Linked DNA regions of Zea mays: region 1 is linked to region 2. Evidence: chromatin contacts called from public Hi-C data. All regions are on one chromosome and are shown on one strand. Each heading gives the region's core, a stretch centred on a gene start, on an enhancer-like site or on the middle of the called end of the contact. The rest is flanking DNA. Distances are from core to core; before and after follow the strand shown. Region 1 holds the start of LOC100282297 (rac GTPase activating protein). Region 2 holds the start of LOC103632245.

Region 1 (2,700 bases), core at 13-2,512, 170 kb before region 2:
GGATTAATGAACTTCGGACGAAGGTTGAAGATGATGCAATTACGAAGGTTAAATTTTTGTAATTGACCTCCAATAGATTGTATAAAGTAGTACTAAATACGAAGCATCAAAGGTAAATAAATTATAAATGAACAACACTACTTTCATATTATATCAATTCAATGTATTCAAATGTTAGATACATTTATACCTTTGCCTTGACAAAGATTAATTCCCGAGTGATGCGATTGCAATTACCGGAATCCGTGAACAGTAAAGGAATACTGTTCACTATTTATAGGCACAAGACACAGCCTGTGAGGAATTACAATCATGCCCCTCATAAAAGTTTACAACAACGACTCAAACACTTATGGACTAAAAGGTCATTCTACTTTTAAGTCGGTTTGTAATTCCGAAGCTTCACGAACAGCAACTTTCGGTCATCACGTGCAGACAGCTTCAGCCGAAGTTGTTTCTTTCTGTAGGACCTTCGGCGACGAAGCATGGTCCCAACAGTAACCCATATAATTTTCCAATAACGTGGCTATATCTTTATACTCTAATTCAGTCGACTCGGGTACAATGGCCTGCTTTTGAGTTGTCCAAGAAATACATTAGTTTGCTTGATTGATGGTGTATCCTCCACCCTCATCTGATCATCTCCAATTATCAGAGCATGTCCTTCCATCCTCCTCTCTACATCGGCAGCCAACACCTTCTCTCCGCTCTCACCTTCGTTCGTGTGTTTACACGTATGCTCCATCACATCTTATACAAATGGGAACAAAGGTGGAGCCATTCACTCATTTCTCCTCTAAGAATGGCCCTATTTCATGTCACTTAGCTATATGTTTGCAAAATTGGGATTAACCTAACCTATTCACCATCATTCCTCGAGATAAAAAAACATGTTGCATAAAAAATATGCTTTGGATCACAGTAACATTTTTCTGAAATGAAACCATCCCCTTTATGTTCGTTATTATACTAATGTCTCGAAATAACTTATCAAGTAAAGCTCCTTATCTTCACAAGGTCCCTGAAGGCAGTTTTCTTGTGATATGGTAAAGATCAAGGTACCCAGGTGCAAAAACTTGCCGGACGTTTGAATTTGATGGCCGTTGGCGCTCCCTCTCGTCTGGGCCCGGGCCCCCACGAGCTTTCCGCAATTCAAAATCGCGGATCGCAACCGCAACGACACAAAGCCAAAAGCATCGTCCCCTGTCTGTCTGCGTTTAAAAGGCCACCGGTTTCCCCAAATCGAGGTTGCCTGCCGTCACTCACCTCGGCTCAGCTCCACCAAGTGCCCGTGAGGTGCCACGACCGCAGCGAGGAGTGACCATGGTTGAGGTGATGATGGTACCCAGCTCCCACGGCTGCGGCGAGGGTGGTGGTGTAGGAAGCGACGGGAAGGCGGAGGACGGGCAGCAGCAGGGGCAGGGACAGGGGCAGGTGCTGGCGCTGCTGCTGGCCGCGCTCCGCAAGTCGGTGGTGCTACCGTGCCAGATGGCGGACGCCGACGACCCATCGGGGGCGGCGTGGGGGATGGAGATCGGCTGGCCCACAGACGTCCGCCACGTCGCGCACGTCACCTTCGACCGCCTCCACGGCTTCCTCGGCCTCCCCGTCGAGTTCGAGCTCGAGATCCCCGGCCAGGTCCCCAGCGCCAGGTCGGTTCGGGTTTGGAAACCCCAGCTCTTCTTTCTCTACTCCTGTGGTCTAGCTATTGTTGATGCCCGGATGCTCTGTCCCGAGCCCGATTATTGATGTTCTCTTTTGAACTCGTGCAGCGCCAGCGTGTTCGGGGTATCACCGGAGTCGATGCAGTGTGGCTACGATGACAAGGGGAACTCGGTGCCCAAGATCCTTCTGCTCATGCAAGAGAGGCTGTACGCGCAGGATGGACTCAAGGTAGGAGTACTTCCGTTGTTCAAGCCATTTAGTTTGGAGCTTAATAGTGTCCGAGCGCAGCCGAATTCAACCATTTAAATTACTTTTGCAATTTCAGGCAGAGGGGATCTTCCGGATCACCCCGGAAAACAGCCAGGAGGAGCATGTCAGGGAGCAGCTCAACAGCGGCATCGTGCCTGACGACATCGATGTGCACTGCCTTGCTAGTTTGATCAAGGTATTTGACAATGCCATGTTTGTGTGGATGATCAATTAAACAGCTGAGAACTGATGCACTAGCATTTAAGTTCTATCGCATATTTGAATTAGCGTGTAAATCAAACAACCAATGATCACCGGTAGAGATTTACCTTTGAAATTAGAAGCAATTGTGCCTTAGTACTCTCAAATTTCTCTTAAAGAGAAACACTGAAACAAAAGTTGTTCGATAATATCGTGTCAAGTTGGAAAGTGAGTTTAATGTTGTGAGAGTCTCAAGAAATGGAACAACATTCTGCATCTTATAACGCGTAGTGGTCTAGGATCAAGTAGCAAGTTAGTATTAATCTCAAACAATGATCACTCAAGCATTATCTAGTTCAAGAAGGCAACTTAACTTTCTATACAAAAGGGGATATATGTTGAGTCATTGACACAATATAAACTAAACTGAATCCATGAGGTGTTTCTCCATTCAAATTCAAGTACCTAATATTGGTAATAGTATTGAAATTTGTTTACTGAAATGCTATTGTATTGCAAATGTATTCTACTTTTACAATCTTTGGTCAAAGATTTCAATACTGTATGAGTTGCTGTTAATTCTTT
Region 2 (2,791 bases), core at 152-2,651:
TTATGGGACAAAAATAAAATGTGGTTACACCTTATAAACTAGGACAGAGGGAGTATTGTTCAATGTTCTCGTGATGAATGATCTTTGAGAGAAGACTTTGTGGTGTCAAGCTCTCAAAGTCATCCCTCCCATAAATCATGGCGGTTAGAATGTTATTCTTTGCTTAATAAGATCTCAACATCTTCCTAGTGACCTTGTCATCTCCTCATTCTTGAGATCCAAGGTCTCTTATCTTGTTGTCAAGTAATAAGATCTCAACAAATCTCTTAATCTCTCCATACAATAGCTCAATCTTGTTGGTTCTAAATTTCTAGTCTCCTTTATAAGAAACTTTGAGTATATCCAAAATCTTCTTTGTAATCTCAATACCATTGACTTTGTCGAACTCATCTAGATTCAAGCAGCAAAGAATAAAAATACATAGATTTGATAGAGATCTGATGCTTTTTCTAGAGTCTTGTCTCTTTCTATAACTAGAAGGGTAATACATAGATCCACAATCTCTTAGAGATGAGGGTGAAGAGACATAAGGTGCATCTTCATTTGATATGTCCAATCGATATAGTGAATCCCATCAAAATAGGGTGGTTTACAGACATTGATTGAATTGAAGTGCACATTTGAAATTTTAGGAATCTTCTTGTAATCATATGAGTATGTGTGAGGCCGTGTTTTGGCAAGTCAGTGTCACGATGGCCATCATCGTCGTTGTTGTTGCTAGAGGAGCCTCCAAATGAAGTTTCTTAACTTGCACCCATGAGATCACTCATATTCTTTTAGATCTCCTTGTCTTGTTCCTCTCATATTATTGAACTCCTCTTACATATTATTGAATCTTTATTTGATCATCTTTTGTTCTAAGGCTTCGACCACTTGCTTGACCTCCTCCGTGACCTCAACATTGTCTCCACTCTTGGCACTATTATTTTCTCATGCAATTAAGCATTAATCACAAGGATTGGACACTAGTACCACTTGAAGGGATCAAAGTGCCTAGATGGGTGGTGTGAATAGGCATTTCCTAATTTTTTTTTAAAACGTAGTGGATTAAACATGGATAAATTCTTACCTCAAAAGGAATCTATGGACTTGTCCAAAAAATTGCCGACGATAAAAAAAACTCTGTATGTAGCATATTAATTCCAACATATTATCTATCTAGTTTAGCTAGTCAGCTGGTTAGCTAAATTTAATTGATGATGGAGCTAATTTGGAGAATTGGATAGTTTTGGGTCATATAGCTAGCCTGTTGGATAGTTATTTTGTTGTTGATTAACTAAAATTTAGTTTAACGAGACATTTAACTAGTCTCTTAAAGATGCTATTAGGATGCAAATAACGAGAAGAGATTGTAAAAAAGAAAAGGATACAGAGCGACGCGGATAACGTGACACCCCCTCCCCACTTTGCCCGTTTGGCAACGATGTTTTTGGTTTTGGAGGGAAGTTGCGCGCCACCTAATTTCAGGAGCCCCCGACACCAAAACCCCCCTGCTAGGCTGCTCGCCTGCTCCCAATTCCCACCTCCATTGCTTCAAACGCGGCGAGATCGGAGGCCAAAGCCGCGGCCAAACAAGGCTGTCTGGGGTCTCAAACCGAAGGCCCAAGCGGCGCGCCTCGACACCCCGGCTCCCCTCCGCCCAATCGCCTCCCGGCCCCCGCGCAGCGTGGCGCGTTAGGTCTCCGCCGCCTACCGTACGGTGCACTTCTTGGCCCCTCCCGTCTGCGTGGCCCTCCACCTCTTCTCCGCGAAACCGATGTCCTTTTCTGGGTTTCCTGCGCACCGCGCACGCCTGCTCGCCCGACGGGATGTCGTGGCGTGGCGTGGCTAGAATCTTGAAACCGCTAGTGTCATAGTGTGTCTCTATGTGCGCGCCGCCGCGCGGGTGCGTGTGTGCAGTGTGTTTCCATTCTGTCGTGCGTTCATTCCGCTTGGCTGAGACGGGAGAACAGGGATGAATTTTTCTTCTTCTCTTCGTGCGGGGCCTCACCAGCACCACAGAAGGGGCGGAAAGGGGTGGACGTTTCTCGTATATCCAATTGTAGGATTGAACTTGAAGGCGATGAGCGCTGGCCGAAATTTGTGGGTTTGACCGTTTGAGTGATTCACACATTGCCTGTTTCCAGCGTAACATGCGTTTGGTCGCTTGCTACTTAGAGTGCTGTGCTGTTTTGCCTACGTGCAACGCCGCATTACAAGATCAAGTTTATTACGAAATGTCTAAAATCTAAATGGAGTGTCATTTGGAAAGCAAGAATAAACGTGATATTTACTTCCCATCTTTGTTTAGTTTATGTAATTTTTCATCAAGAAAATACATGTTTTAGCTCTCTGTTGTATTTGCCATGCCAGCACATCAATGAAAAAAAATGAATGTCTCATTATGTTTTCATTATATTGTTGTTGTGCATACATTAGAGCATTTCTTATGATTGTGCTTTCATTTTATGGCCAGTCTGTATGCAACAAGAAGCTGCCAGCATCCACTCCACCACCTGCCCTCTATCACCGTCATTGTCTACTGCACGGTATGCTTCTCCATTTCTCATCCTTGTAGCTATTGCTCTTCTCTCTGCAGATTTTTGTAGTTCTGGATTTTTGACACACCTGCTAAATTAAAATGCCACCAGGAAATCTGGAATTCATGTGTTTTTTGTTGATCATACTGGATTTGATGAGAGAAGTGGCGACCTATATGATTTGATGTCTTCTGTCGGGGAAACTATGCAGCCATTAGTGGATCTAGGCTCGTGTAGATCTGTTCTGAAATCTGGCTGGATTTCAAAATTCA

Evidence for each region. A called contact is a pair of places that touch in the nucleus more often than the background predicts.
Region 1: a Hi-C map of endosperm shows a contact between it and region 2, with 2.8 times the contacts expected there. The contact joins the promoter of LOC100282297 here to the promoter of LOC103632245 in region 2. A contact is called at or near these places in 3 of 25 Hi-C or Micro-C datasets (ear, endosperm and tassel).

What each region holds. Positions count from the first base shown.
Region 1 is chr7:34,672,117-34,674,816 of Zm-B73-REFERENCE-NAM-5.0, reverse strand. LOC100282297 (rac GTPase activating protein) reads left to right here and starts at 1,262. Exons shown (of 5, transcript NM_001371849.1): 1 at 1,262-1,652; 2 at 1,773-1,893; 3 at 1,991-2,110. The coding sequence starts at 1,324.
Region 2 is chr7:34,502,427-34,505,217 of Zm-B73-REFERENCE-NAM-5.0, reverse strand. LOC103632245 reads left to right here and starts at 1,401. Exons shown (of 5, transcript XM_035960874.1): 1 at 1,401-1,694; 2 at 2,456-2,528.